Regions from separate parts of the Zea mays genome. Here all the other regions are linked to region 3. A link is a contact called in public Hi-C data. All regions are on one chromosome and are shown on one strand. The core of a region is the stretch at or near the end of the contact, and the rest is flanking DNA. Distances in the headings are between cores, read along the strand shown.

Region 1 (3,570 bases), core at 718-3,217, 240 kb before region 3:
GCGAGTTGCTATATATGTCCTCTCATGCACATAGTTGGTGGTCTAGTTTTAGGCTTGTGAATACATGTTTAAATGAGGATCGACAAAGTTTTAACCAAACATGTTTGAATACATAGCATAAAACATAAAAACACGTGTTGTTTTGTTGGTGCTCATTTATGTACAATTTTTAACCTTTTTACCATTTAAATATGGAGCAGGAAGTGGTGAACTAAAGGGAAGGGGATGTGATGCGAGATTAGGTTGCAGTGGTTATCTTTTAAGGTGTGAATAGAAGAACATCGGGTTGATTATAAAGAAATATAATATTTTTTTTAAAAAAAATGTCGATGGTAGAACCGTGAAACCAATGGAAACCGCTGTTTCGTATAGTAGAGAAATAGCTAACGACTCTTGCAAAAATAATAAGACGGTTGTAGTATATACTACAATAGTACAAATGGTGATTTGTATCGGTGGATAATAATACCGCCATGCATCCCACAAGATTCTTCCTCAACACTGAAACTCACACTGTCTTGTTCTGATAATAACATGTTTGGTTATGGCGATGAGCCGATGACGACCCCAACAGCGACTCTGCTGTGGCGCGGCGCATATCTGCAAAGCTAGTGCGGCAGCCACTTTGGCCCCTTCTCCTTCCCTTCACTTTTAACTCCCCCCCCCCCCCCCCCCCCCTACACAAGTATACTCATGCTGCTCAATGAAATCAAGCTAAGAGCTACTTTAGAAATCTCAAATCCCCTTCGAGATTGGAGAGGATTGAGGTAGGAATGAACTTATTTCCTCTCGGGATTGGAGGGTATTATTTCTTTGCTTGGAGCTAGCTCTAATGGTACATGTAGATGTCTGTACGGCTTGCATGCATGCAGCGATCGATCCGGGTAACTAATCGATTGAGCTAAGCTGGTGGTTTATATAAATAAATAATAATATGCTGACTGGTATAGATGTGGTTGTGGACGAGTGATCGATCGATGATGAGCTTGCAGTTGCAGCTGCCTAGTCGAGGAGAAGCTGGCACTGGCAGTAGGTGTAGCCTCTGCGTGGGCGTGCGCCTCGTCATGCCGCGGCCACCGTGCCCCCGGCCTTGCCTTCGCCGGCGCGGCGGCGGCCGCTGACGACCTTCGCCGCACCCGCGTCCTTGATCGACGTCGCCGCGCACTTGTCCTTCCACTCCTCCTGCGTGATGTGCCGCTCCCTGCACTCCAGGCTGCAGAACGCCGCCTCGCCCCTGCATACAGGTATAGCCAATTAGCCATCCATATAGGTGAGCGGGGGGAATCGAAGAAAAAAAAAGGAGTTTCAGGACGCGCAGCCGCAGGTTCAAGACAAGAATAGCCCGCAGGTGAGCGAACACGTACTTGTACACGAAGGTGTCGCGGCCGGGGCCGAGACGGCGCCGGCAGAGCCCGCAGGCGCGGAGGAACGCGGCGGTCTCGACGGCCGAGTAGTCGGCCGAGTTGCGGCGGAGCCCCGCTTTTGCCGGCGCCGCGCGGGCGCGGTACGCCGCGATCCAGTCCTCCTGCGCTGCGGCGGCGCCGCCGCCGAGCGCGGACAGCCAGTCCTGCTGGTGCTGCCCACCGCCACGGCTGCTGCTGCTGCCGTTGTCGGGCAGCTGGGCCTCCTCGTCGTCCTCCTCCATCACCGCCGCGAGCGCGAACTCCGTCATGCTCGTGGTCCGGCGCACCGGGTTCTTGCAGTCCCGCTCCCTCTTCCCCACCATATCTCCTTTACCGCTAGCTCCAAGCAAAGAAATAAACGTACGTACGACAAGAAGACAGAGCTAACGCAAGGGTGCGGTGCGGTCGTGATGCTGCGACGATCACAGGAAGAGGCGCCGGCAATGGAAATGCAAGCACGAGCTCTCTTCTCTCCCTGTGTCTCTCTCGTGCCCGCGTGTGGTGTGGAGGACAGGACAGGAGAGAGGAGACGGGAAGTGGTGGGTGAGCTCTGTGCTGTGCGTGTGCGGGATGGAGAGGGCCGGGCCGGGGATAAAAGAAGGGGCGGGACGATCCCGGCCGTCGGATGCGTCCCGGTGGTCCGTCAGATCCACGTCAGCGCTGGGCCTCCTCCACGTCCCTGGGTCCTGGGGGTCGCTTTTGTCATTTTGTTCAGCGGGGGGCTCGCTCGATCAACGATCATTGCGGTTTTGTTCTCTTCGTGGCGCTCGGTCGGGGATCTGTCGCCGCTGCTGAATTTACTTCCTGTCCATCTCACAGGTTTTTACTAGCATCAGCTGTCAGCTTCGCTCGTTGATCTGCTCCAGCCATTCAAAACTATATAGTCTATTTTAAATTTTATTCTAGACTAAATTTCTTAAAACCGTATCTTTTATATGAAGTACATCGATATCTACGATATCCTCTTGTTTTGAATTCTACTTGGAATATGTTTTGATAGTATATTTTCTTTGAACATGTAAAAGTTAATATATATTATTTTTTTTAAAACAATAAACTTGGTCAAATTTGTTGAAGTTTAAATTAAAGTAAATTATGTTAAAATTTGAAACAGAGGGAGTTGATAGCATGACAGATTTTTCCCAAGCAAATTGCTCAATCAACAAATTCTTCGAAGTATATCTCATTATTTTTGAGGTAAAGTCACATATATTCAATTTTTTTGTTGCATACGAATTTACATTTTTTTCTCTCCTCCCTTTTTATGGTTCGGTGTGCATTATTAGTGTCAGCATTTTTCACAACCAATAGTTTTTGGTCAAAAAATCACAATGCTAGGCCTAAAAGTACTGTGATTATTTTCTTTGCAATTTGTAAGCTATAAGAGTACACGAGGGATGATCAAGATTTTAAATCGTGGGCTATGACATTTAGTACTCTAGAGGAAGCTATTTCATTTAGTGTTTCTATAGAAAACATGAATATTTTAATTAATCATGTAGGGAAACATGTGGTTAAGAATGATGTTCATGTTCTTAGTTGATTATGTAGGAAAACATGTGGTTAGGTAAATGTTGAGGATAAGTACTTTATACGTTCTAAACTATAAGACATTTTGATATTTTTAGATACATAGCTTTTTTAAGCACTTAGATATATATTATATATAGATACATAGTAAAACAAAATACCTAAAATTTATCAAAATATCTTATAATTTGAAACAGATCGAGTACATGTATAAGGATCTAGGAAACAGATTTCTAGGTCCATTACTAAACACCCATCAAAATAATCCACATACTCACAACTACAATCAATATTTAATTAAATTCCTTCAATGCTCAAAATCAACCAATTCAAAAGTTATCATATAGTTCAATGCATCATTTATCAACTAAAGATCACAACAAAGATGTAACACCCGGTTTTAAAGGACAAAGCCGGGTGCATCTCATACATGCGCCAAAGAAGACAACATATATAATAACAGAGTGTATAGAGATAAATGTCACAATAATCAGAGTACTTATTACATAGCGGAAGTCTTACAAAATAAAATATAAATATAGCAGGATCTAAAAACTATCCTTGGCGCCAGAAAGTCAACTGTGAGACTCCACCTAGATCGAATCGAACTCCTCGATATGCGGCTCCTCTTGAACCA
Region 2 (4,018 bases), core at 830-3,329, 230 kb after region 3:
ATGCAAATACTGGAGCTCAACCTGCAGCCAGAAATTAATAAATGAATACATTGAAGAATAAGCTTCAAAGGGCAGGCCCGATGCAGTGGAGAGCTGTCTCATTGAGTCACCAGAGTGTGGTTCAAAGCAGAAGCAGCATCTCCATATTTGTGAGGGGAATGCTTGTCTCGGTTTATCTCTTCCCCATACCCCACTCGAGGGAGCCTCCAGCACTAGGTCTGCCCTTTTTTGAAGAATAAGCTTCCATTTAAGAAATGATAAAGTGAATTAGATTATTACCTTTCCAGATCTCTGATCAGGAACAGCAAAGCTTAAGATGGTCTTCAGCCCTGGTGTTGCAATCTCATCAACAGTAATTGTCGTAATGATCTGAACATCACATCAAACAAGCAGTCAGAACGTGAGAAATATGGCAGATCAACTAGTTAGTCAGAGAGCAAATTGTTGACCACCATAATTAGCATGCTTGATAGTAGTTTGTCAAAGTACAATTATTAGTCTAGGCGATATCATAATAAATGAACATGTTGGAGGTCCATTTTGAGCAAGGGATGCAATTTCCAGGGGTTAAGTATATACATATACAGAGAGAGATTTACATTTGACTCCGAGTTTGCTTTCACATCTATGGTCATGTTCTTGTTCTTTATCTGTGATTGGATCTCGCCAAGGATCAGGTCAGCTTTCTTTGTGCTAGAAGCAGTTACAGCCTGCATGAAAAAGTAAGAGAGGATATTAAAATCATAAGAATATGCTAGCCATGAATGCAAATGACTCTAACATAGTAACAATTTTTAGAAGCATGTAGAACAATCAAACATATACACGCACACCAAAGGATTAATTGTTAAATCATGCAAGTGTTACCATTAAGACAAGAGCAATGAGCATACATAATTCCAGATTCCAATACATCAACGGAAATGCAAGTTGCAAAAGTCAATATGAGTTGAGAAACATAATTAAGGTAACAGCATAATTGGGGTTCAACACAATCTTTTTTCCAGGTGTTTGATACTTCGGTTATAGTTTTATTATTCTCATTGTTTTAGTTCAGTACAGATACATTTTTCCTACAAATCTAAAACTCATCAAAACCAGCAATTTACTCACATAGCAACCGTGGAAGGAAATCCAACGGCACGCGTTGACATCGCTCAGCTCCTTAATTATTCTACTCAATAACTGACTACCCACACTGTCCTCCCAGTATCCACATAGTGCAAACATGTGTAGCATCCCTTGAAAATTGAGCCCGACACCAGTTATGTAACTCGAGCTTGCTGCTATTTCACATCACCTCCAGTTTTTATTAGAAACACAACCGCGAGGGGTTCCACTGTCCCTTTTTATTCGAACCCTTTCCTCCACTGGTCATGACTCAAGAGGGTTTCTCTAGCAACCCACTTATTTAAAACTAGTGAAAGAGCATCACATGTAAATCACACATTGCCGAATCCTGTACTCTACATCAAAAAACCAACCAGCAGATAGACACAGAGCACAACTAATAAGCAGGGCTCTGCAGGAACCCCAATCTAATCAATAAATAATCTCTTGTGCTGGAACAGTCACTCGCTAAGATCGAGCAAGAGAATCCGAAGCCGGCAGACGAATCCAATAGAAGATCATGAACCCATCCCACAGCTACGTCAACCAGATTCATTCCAGTCCGGAGAAAGCACAAAGCAACGCCCTAGTAAAAGGACCGAAGCTGAACAAGAGGAAACGGGGTGTTCCGAAACGGAGCGAAGCACTTACGACGCCATTGGAGGTGTAGGTAGTGAGGGTGAACTTGTGGTCAGTCTGGTAGTCCTTGTACAGCAGATCTGCGGAAAAAGCGAACCAACAACAATAAGCAAACCAACAGAAGAGAATAAACCAGCGAACTGCACCCATGATCCCCAGAGCTTGAAAGGAATCCTTAGGACGGATACCCACCCCTGGTCTTCTTGCCGATCTCGGTGTAGAGGCCTGGCCCGACCATCTTCACGCCGGTGACGACGCGACGCGACGAGGTGTGGTGGCGTGGGGATGCTGCGGGGTGGGAGTTTGGGGGCAGGATGATTGGGAGGCGGCGGATAGGTGGAGGCGAAGCAGACGAGTGGGGGGAGAATAAAGGCGGACATAACCACGCCGTGGAGCCTGCCGTGTGGCCCCGGCTAAACCCTAGTTTATTTTCCTTCTCCTTCTGTGGGGAATTCTCCACCAGGTTCAGACTCCAGACATCTAGTACTCATCCTCAGGCTATCTTCAGCAACGTCCTTTAAATTTCATCCTCTAAAAAAATATTTTTCGTCCTTTACAGTACACTCTAAAATATTACATCCTCTATATCTCTACCATCTCCAGCAGCGTTCTCTAAATTTCCTCCTCTATATCCTATATTCTATATTTTTTGACAACTGTGGGCCCGACCCATGTTCCAATGTCGTTGCCTCCTCCTGTGAGCTCCTGGTCCCACGAGCTGCATGTGGGCCATCCTTGTCGTATCAGCACTATGCCCCTGCTGGCCGGCTGCGTAGCGGACGCACAGTGAAACGCTAAATGTAGCATGCGCAGGCAGCGTCCGGTATTTTACCGGAGGCTTTACCGTCCGTTGCTGGACCAACAAAGGAGCTCGGCGTCCTGTAAATTTGGCGTACAGAACCACATACAGGTCCTTGTTGGACACGGTCTCATGAAGTTATACACATCCCTATTTTCATACTTATATCTATTATGATATAAGATTCATCTCATACACATCCTTATTCTGATATAGGGTCTCAATGGGTCCTCATCCATGACAAGGAAAACACTATTAAATTATATTTCATATGACATTAACAGTCACACGGCACCTAACAATAATACACTACCAATAAATCTGACATTTAATAAAAAAATATGTTTAACCATACAAAACAGCAAAACACAAAAAAAAAACATATGGACTAGTGGATGGGACGGCTAGTGGCTGACCACCTAGGCTAGGTGGATGGGTGCTTAAAAGGGTTGAAAGAGATTAAGTTAGTTGAAAGAGATTGAGTTAGTTGTTGTGCTTATTATCTATTAGGACACACATTTAATTTCACTAGGTGAATATTACTCATGGTTAATTGGTTTTGGATGATTTCTTTCCAAACCCATTTCTGCTTACCTAATGGGTGAATATTTTGTCTCATATTTATACCAATGGGGAGACTTTTTGTCTGATATCCTAACCCTAATAAGGGATTTAGCATCGGTTAGCGAGTATTGGAGTCCCTATTTGAAAGGGAATTAGGCTTACACCTATTTCCTAATTGGTTTTGGTGGTTGAATTGCCCAACACAAATAATTGGACTAACTAGTTTGCTCTAGTCTATAAGTTCTACAGGTGCCAAAGGTTCACATAAGCCAATAAAAAGACCAAGAAAAGGGTTCAACAAAGAGAGCAAGGGATAACCGAAGTGTGCCCTGGTCTGGCGCACCGGACTGTCCGGTGCACCAGGGAACTCCAAGCTGAACTCATCACCTTCGGGATTCTCAGAGACGCTTCGCTATAATTCAACGGACTGTCCGGTGCTCCAGAGGAGAGCGACTCTGAACCCGCTAGCTTCGGGAATCCGCTCCGCTATAATTCACCGGACATGTCAGGCGGGCCCACAAGTCAGAGCTCCAACGGTCGGAACCCAACGGCCTGGTGACGTGGCTGGCGCACCGGACACTATCCGGTGGCGCACCGGACTGTCCGGTGCGTCATGCGACAGCAGCCTCCACCAAACGGCTAGTTTGGTGGTTGGGGCTATAAATACCCCAACCACCCCCACATTCAAGTCATCCAAGTTTCCCACCTTCCAACTACATTACAAGAGCTAGCATTCAATACAAGGCACACCAAAGAGATCAAATCTTCTCCCAACTCCACACAAAGCTTTAGTGATTAGAGAGAGTGATTTGTTGTGTTCATTTGAGCTCTTGCGCTTGGATCGCTTCTTTTCTTTCTCATTCTTTCTTGAGATCAAACTCACTTGTAATTGAGGCAAGAGACACC
Region 3 (3,833 bases), core at 690-3,189:
ACATCATTGTAGTTTTGGACTTGTGGTTATTTAACTGGTTGTGAAAGAAGGTAAATTACCCGGGCTCTTTATTTCTTTGATGTTGTTGCCAATGCCCCCCATCAGAAGAGTTCGTGTCGTTGTTGGTGGTGCTTGAAACACTGTAGCTGCACTCCATAGTGTCATGTGCAGGATCCAGCTCTTTGTCCGCACAAAGAGCAGACAGCCCATAATCATCCTTGTTTTCAGGGACCTTCACTTCACCCCCATGAACCCGGACTGTCTGAGTGGGCCTTGGCAGATCATTGTCGACAATGTTTTCCATTGCTCTTTCAGCGACAAGGGAAGCCAAACCATCGGCATCAGCTAGTTGCCACCATGGCTGAGATTTTCTGGTTTCTTTCCAGGGGGCATGCATTTCGCAGTATTCCTTTTGTGGCTTAGGGAAGAGAGGATCGAAAGCTTTGAAATCTGTAAACTTGTTATCCTCGGAAACACATCTGTTGGCACTACCTTTGCAGTCGAGGCTCACTGGGGTATAGCAAGCGAGATTCTTCAACTCTTCCAAACCCGTTCCAGATGTTTGCTTCATGACAGCCGCGGAAATGGTCCATGGAGGCTCAAAAGGATCTGCGGCCTTGTTTGCTTGGACATCCTCAAGTTTAGGTACTGGCGCTAGACCCTCCGTTTTCTTCTCAGCGGCTTCCGCACCTACATAGTTGAGGCGCTCCCTAGCTAAGGCTGCCTGGCACCCAAAGTTGGGCTGCAACTGGAGCCACCACTGGGTCTCCATGGGCAGGCTGGAGTTCATCAGGTTCCAGTTGATGGGCACAAATGTAGGGACATGGAGATCTTGCGGGCTCAGAGGATTTCCATCGCTCGTGTCGTGCGGTTGTAGGGGCGGCGAGCAGCAGACCAGATGGGGAGCTCGCTTGGCGTCCTCCTGGACCATGCAGCGGTTGGCGGCGCGCTGCCAGGCAGCCCTCGCTTCGGCGGCCGCCATCACTCTCACATGCTACCAACCTGTGCGCCACAAAAAAAAATTGTTCGGCATCGGATTAGCACGCGCTTACTTGTTCCACCAGGAGAACAGGGGCAAACAAAGAATTGACAAGATGCATATATAACAAAATGAAATGCTGAAAGTACTGTTGGCTGGAGCTATCACTATATCAGTCAATGATTGCTTAGCATTGAAGGAGTATAGATGGTACCAGGAGGTTAGATACCCAACACTACAGTCGATATGTAGACCACAAGTGTCTTGTCTAAATATATATAAGATGCTGAGACATGTAGGCAAGGCAACGTTGAAGTACACGGTAGACCAAGAAGCAATCAAGCAATGGCCGGTTCCAGAGTGGGAAACTTCCTGAGCAATCGGAACGGGGAACTCAAAAGACATGGATAACCAATTTCAGGATGGGAACTTCCAGAAAAAAAAACAGCGATTCCTCGACGGGGTCCTCGATCTGAGGGCAGCAAGCGAGGGATTTGCCCCCCCCCCCCCCCCCCCCCCCCCCCCCCCAATCGGACACTATACTGATTCCAGTCGAGTTCATTTTCAGTCCCGTCACGTGAGGGTTTCACTGGACGCACAGGAGTCAAGATGAGCATCTGCAGACCAGATCGTGGCGACGGGCGCGGCACCGAGGGCGAGGTGGTACTATCAACATCGCACGAAAGAAGAAAGAGAGAAAGCAATCAGACGAAGGCGAGTCGCCCTCCCTCACCTGGAAACCGCCCGAAGGCAAGGAAGCCTACTGGGCGGAGAAGAGATCCCGGACACGTGAGGCTTGTGCCGCTCCGCGCTGGTTGTTGCCCTCGATCCTCCGGATCATGAGCGCTGACTGAATCTAGCCCGTATCCCGCACCGCAGCGAGGGAGGAGACGAGACGTGGAGGGGACGGGAAAGAAGAGTACAGAGGAGGAGGGAGAGGATCTTTCTCCTCCCCGTTGCTCTTCCGGATAACGACGTGGGAGTGGAAGCAGAGGGCGGACAGGGGGTTGAAGTGGCGCTACAAGAAACCGCCAAGTAATAAAAAAATAAAAAATAAACTACTCTCATCTATGATGTTTATTTTTAGTTCAATTTATCCCATCATCTATTTGAGTTAGTTTAAGCTATATCTTAATAAATTTTTTATTTTTTATGTACAAATTTAGTCTTCAATTCAAACAAAAAATACGTTATGTTATAACTATGTCCAAAAATATAAATATTGAAAACTCAGTTTATACATAAATAAATAAAAAATACAAATTTTATAAAGAAGTATATTGAACCAACTCAAATACAACATCGTTTATAGATAATAATAAGGGCAATTTAGATATTTTTCCTACATAAAATGGTACTCCTCCTTGCAATGGATCGCAATGCTTTTCCTCCGATAAGTAATTGGATTAGCTTAAGATCTTCTGTTGGTCCTTGTTTTCATATGCTATACATAAAAAACAAAGCAACATAATTATTAATGATTAGAGACATTCGTCTTTCGAAGCATTATCTCTCCTATCATATAATGATTTTCAGACGAAGGTTATGAAAGGCATACCTTCATGATTTTAGTGAACAGAATATAAATAGAGACATATGAAACACAAAGGAATATAAACAATCATTACAAATCATTAGATTATTTATACTCCCATTTTATAGACATGGATAAACATTAATGACATTTTTATTATATTTGTACCTTCGGCTTGACAGAAGATGGAAAAGCGAGAGTGACGCGAGAATGATTACAATTCAGCGTGAACAGTATGGTGTTACTGTTCATATATTTATAGGCACATGAGGCAGCCTGGACAAAATTACATTCGTGTCCCTGACATTTACTGTTGACCATAAAGCAAACTATCAAGGACTAGGTGGTCTTTTCTCTTTTAAGTCGGTTCCATCCTTCACCATCATTATCATGCTAAGCCGAAGGTCCTTCAGGCACAGCTTCGGCGCCCGTTCACCCTTCCTTCATACCGCACCTTCATATTACGCACACCTTCATCTCAAGGCCGAAAACCTCCTGTAACAGTCTTATACTGAGAAACATGTTAGTTAAGTTTTTGAGGACCTTCGGAAGAGGAAGGCCCCCAACAGTAGCCCCTCGTAGTATTAATTTGTTTTTGTATTTAACAAATTCAGACTGCGACGTGAACGAAGGCCTTTAGCCGAAGGTCCGAAAAAACATCTTCCCTTCGCTAGAATAGCGAAAGTCAATGACATGTAGGGCCTGTGCAATGCGCTGGGCATATAAATAGGAACCTGCAGTGATAGCATTTGATGCGCCATCTCAATCGCTTGTGTTATTTTTCAAGGTTGAATTCTCTTGTTCTGTCATATTTTGCTCGATTTGTGAGTTTCGGCATTTGCACAAGTGCTCACCAAATGGCTGAAGAGAAGAAAGTTGTTGATCCTGCTCTAGCTGGTTTTTACGAGGCTATGGAGAAGACAAACACATAGAAGATTACAAATGAAATGCTAGCTGATTTGTCTACAGATTCTGGTGATAGCGAAAACTTTAATGTGGAAAGTGGGAACGAAGATGTCGAAGATCGACCCTGGCGGCCGAGCCACACTATCTTCGGAAAGTCATCCATCAAACAGAGCCAGATTGATGCTATGAAAGGAAGATATTTTCGTGATATGTCCATTGTGAGAGTTGGAGGGGACAGCGTCGCCCCTGCACCTGAGGTGGACGAAGTTGTTGTTTACAGGAGTTTCATGAAGGTAGTGCTTCAGTTTCCATTGAGTAAATTTCTAGTTGAAGACCTTTGAGATCTTTCTTCATCAGATTACCCCCGAAGCTATAATCAGGATGAAGATTTTTATTTGGACGTGAGGAGCCAAG
Region 4 (3,905 bases), core at 1,341-3,840, 150 kb before region 3:
GCACTGGATAGTCCGGTGTCCCCCAGAAGCAGAAGGTGACCAATCAACGATTCGTAGTCGTTGCACTATGCAGTGTCCGGTGTGCACCGGACAGTCCGGTGCACTCGCGGACAGAAGACAATTAGGGCCTTCCAAATGAAGTTCCAACGGCTTCTAGGTCCCTTGTGCCTATAAAAAGGACCCAATAGACGCCATGAAATAGTACACAAGCATACTTTGAGCATCATACAACTCCGAGACTCTGCAACCACGTAGTCAATTCGTTAGATAGAGATTCCAGTGTGTTCTTGAGCTATGACTCTGTTGTTTTGATTCTCGCGCTCTCTTCTTGACTTGTGTGCGTGTTGTTGCTGCGATTGTGTTCTTGCGTGTGTTTCCACTCCCATCCTTACTCTGTTTTGATTGTAAACATTTGTGTAATGCGTGAGAGACTTTAATTTATGAAGATTCCTCACAACTGAGAATTGATATAAGGAAGACAACACATGCTAACATGGATAATTGTATTTTAAAAAAATACTTCACATGGCTATGCCATATGCCTATTGTCATGCAATATTATCACAACAGAAATCACGAAGATTCCTGCCAGCCAGAATAATTCCCATCGGTTTTAGATCTGACAGATGGAAATTAAATAACTCCCGTCGGCCAGCTTCTAGCCGATGTGATTTAAAATAATTTTCATCGGCCACTTCTACAACTGATATACAACTGACGGGAGTAAGTTAATTACCGTCGGCATCCAGATGTAGCCGACGTAGATTAGCTAACTCCCATCAGCTAAACCTTTTGCCGATGTGAGTTAATTGTTTCTAGGGCGAACCACACCAGCCCGTGACCTCTCTCACGCACACACCCATCTCTCCCTTATCTCCCTTGCGCTCTTGGACCCCGCCGTCGTGCCCCGCCTCCTTGGTCGCCGCCACCGGACGTCGCCTCCAGCGCCTCTCTGTCTCCGTGCCCAGCCCCGCGCGCCTCCCTGACGCAGCGTCGCCTCCAAGCGCTTCCCCGACGCCGCGTCCAGAAAACTATAGGCCAATGGTGGGCGGTTTTTGGATATCCCCCATATCCTAGCTCCATCTCCGACCGCTCGTGCTCTTATTAGCAGATTCAGTTCGGCTCTTAGATGCCACTTGTTCTTCCTTCCTCTCTGCCTCACCTCAGGATCGATCAGCGCATAGCGTCAGGAAGCAGCTGCCAGCCATGGCGATGGCGTCGTCGTTCGGTCGTTGAGCGTGCTGAGGAGCTACGGCCTACCCCTCCTATAGGACAATGTGGCCACAGCGCGAATTATCCAAGCGGCGGTTTCAGTGCCTGTACTCCTGAGTACGTGTGTATGCTTCTTTTACATTGGAACTTATGCAATTCTTTGTTCGATTGGTGAACGAATGGCTTTTGTGAACCATATGGCTTTGGGACAAATATGCATTGAACTGGATATCTATGGTTGTTGAATGAATGACTTTTGTGAGTTGTGTGGATATTAAAGGTCTTAGTTTATAAAATATTTTGTCTAATTAACTCTACCGCCGCCTACAGGCTACAGTTGAGGAAAACATTTTTTACGCTTATCTACTCCAGCTGCTCACACAAAAGACATATATATATATATATATATATATATATATATATATATATATATATATATATATATATATATATATATATATATATATATATATATATATTCTGTCATGGACATAAACATCCAACCGAGGCGACCATGCATATACTTGTTCTGTGATCGAAGAGAGCTGCACCCGTGGTCTATAGCTATTTGACACAGTAGTAATTGAAATTCACATGATGGAGCATGCGTTGGGGTTGTCGTCGCTGAACATGTTGACGAGCCGCTCCTCCTGCGGGCCGGCCGCCGTGGGTCCGCCGTAGCTGGAGGCGGGCATGACGGCGTCGACCCTGCGCACGTAGCCCGGCGGCGCCTTCCTGTCGTAGGCCGGCGCGGCGTAAGGGTGCGCGACGAGGCTGTAGGGCACGTAGGGCCAGATCTCGGCCGCCTTCTTCCCCGTGGCCTGCACCCGCTTGACCACCTTGTGAGGCTCCACGTACCCCTGCACCGTCACCTTGGACTGCTTCCGGTCGATCTCCACGGAATGCACCCCTGAAGAATTATCATGCAGGTGTCCTCGTCATCGTCAGTTGAGATATATAACGGCGAACGCGATGAAAAATTAAACGAATAAGTAGCTAGCAGTAGTGTAAATTAATTATAAAAAGACTGCTGTACCTTTCATGCGGGAGAGGGCGTTCCTGACCTTCATCTCGCAGCCGTCGCAGTCCATGCGCACCTTGAGCTCCACCGTCTGGAACTGCGTCCTCCTGTTGTACCGGCGCCGGCTGCTGCTGCTGCAGCCGCCCAGCAGGTCCGACAGGTACTCCAGCGTGCCTCCCATGGTTCAGTTAGTTCCAAAGCTACTAGCAGGAAAGGGCGCGGGGTCGAAGAAACGGTCGAGCTGATGTTCTTGAAATAGTCACCACTCACTCACTCTCTCGCTACTCACAGTCGTCGTCACAGCGCGCGCGCGCGCGCTACGCAACAGCTCTTCTCTTCTCTGAGCTAGCTAGCTCTGATGATGAATGGCAGCTAGCAAGCTAGAAGAAGGTCGCGTGTGTATATATAGCTAGCAGGCGCGGCCCCCCGGCACCATCAGCTCACTGACCTGAGCTGCTTCTTCCTTGCAGGCAGGTGAGGCCCGGTACGGTTTGTATGTGTGTGTACAGCTACAGCTAGCCTCGCCGTGTATCGATTTGTGGGCGTGACCGCCCGCGAGAAGTTTCCCCCAGATGCGCTGCCGAGTTCAGCGCAAACGGACTCCGCGGAAAAAAAGCCAGCTTTGTATAGTTGTTTACATGCCGTTTCTGCAAGGTAACTAGTAAAGACTAACAACATTTTGGGCCCATGATTGCATTGATGCCCCTAGCTCCTCCTCAACCAGTCTTCAGTTTCCTCATTCCTGGAGGCGATGATTCGATGAACCCGCGTAACAGAAAACCCTGCTCATGCATTTGCCGTGGGCTGGTTGCTCAACAACTGCTGGAGCTGGGCTGTCTCAGCTCTGTCCTCCAGCTCCAGGCTTCAGATACTAGCAAGTTGGCAGTAGGGGAGTCCCACTCCCAGCAAGGGACCGACGGGCAGGGACTCCAATCAGGGTCCGCCAACTGCCACGTTTCGTCCGCTGAGCTGTGCCGTTGTTCCCTCATCGGGTACCTGCATGTGGACCACCACTTTGCAGGTCATAGATAATTCCAGTATTAGGCCGTGATTGTAGGAGGAGGGGGTCATTTAATCTGTTATGTTTTCTTATACTAGTTGTTTGTTGGTGCGTTGCGACGGCTTATAACAATATCCACATAAACTATCCATACAAAAAATTTCAAGATTTATTATTAATTGTCTCTGCTCTCCGTATAATATTTTTTGATTTGACTAACTGATGTTATTGTTTACTCCATCCAGTATGTCTTGGTACAACACAGCCAATGAAGTTAGCGATTAGAAGAGAGTTCACAACGACTGACTGAACGAACAGAGATTATAGAATGACATAATTCCACCATACAGAGACCAAATAAGAGAAAGTTTGTTAGCTCAAGTTTCTAAAATAAGTCATATGAACTCAAACTTATAAAAAAATAGATCAAAATATAGAGTGATTGCTAAAGTCAGGCATCAATAAAAACTGGATGCGCTCCATATAAATTATTCTACTTCGTAGCAATTACTAACGTTGAAAACTAACAAATAACCTTTCTTTTTACTGTTAGTGTGACAAATCATTGTTGCTTCATCCAATTCAGCAACCTCAGACACCATGGAGTCCATTGCGCGAATGTGGTCTCAGAAACGACCTAATGCTAGCAAGAGCCAAGAACGCCGTGCCGTG

Evidence for each region. A called contact is a pair of places that touch in the nucleus more often than the background predicts.
Region 1: a Hi-C map of leaf shows a contact between it and region 3, with 5 times the contacts expected there. The contact joins the promoter of LOC103647382 here to the promoter of LOC100278420 in region 3. A contact is called at or near these places in 4 of 25 Hi-C or Micro-C datasets (bundle sheath, leaf and tassel).
Region 2: a Hi-C map of tassel shows a contact between it and region 3, with 2.5 times the contacts expected there. The contact joins the promoter of LOC542622 here to the promoter of LOC100278420 in region 3. A contact is called at or near these places in 4 of 25 Hi-C or Micro-C datasets (ear, leaf and tassel).
Region 4: a Hi-C map of endosperm shows a contact between it and region 3, with 4 times the contacts expected there. The contact joins the promoter of LOC100285302 here to the promoter of LOC100278420 in region 3. A contact is called at or near these places in 3 of 25 Hi-C or Micro-C datasets (ear, endosperm and tassel).

Annotation. Positions count from the first base shown.
Region 1 is chr2:181,979,605-181,983,174 of Zm-B73-REFERENCE-NAM-5.0, reverse strand. LOC103647382 reads right to left here and starts at 1,967. Exons shown (of 2, transcript XM_008671926.3): 1 at 1,365-1,967; 2 at 384-1,234. The coding sequence starts at 1,726. The coding sequence ends at 1,063.
Region 2 is chr2:181,509,092-181,513,109 of Zm-B73-REFERENCE-NAM-5.0, reverse strand. It overlaps LOC542622 (voltage-dependent anion channel protein1a), which reads right to left and starts at 2,079. Exons shown (of 6, transcript NM_001112149.1): 1 at 1,942-2,079; 2 at 1,762-1,829; 3 at 600-710; 4 at 280-369; 5 at 1-21. The coding sequence starts at 1,987.
Region 3 is chr2:181,734,764-181,738,596 of Zm-B73-REFERENCE-NAM-5.0, reverse strand. LOC100278420 reads right to left here and starts at 1,939. Exons shown (of 3, transcript NM_001374046.1): 1 at 1,713-1,939; 2 at 60-1,002. The coding sequence starts at 982.
Region 4 is chr2:181,881,732-181,885,636 of Zm-B73-REFERENCE-NAM-5.0, reverse strand. LOC100285302 (metal ion binding protein) reads right to left here and starts at 2,590. Exons shown (of 2, transcript NM_001175031.1): 1 at 2,249-2,590; 2 at 1,712-2,122. The coding sequence starts at 2,414. The coding sequence ends at 1,803.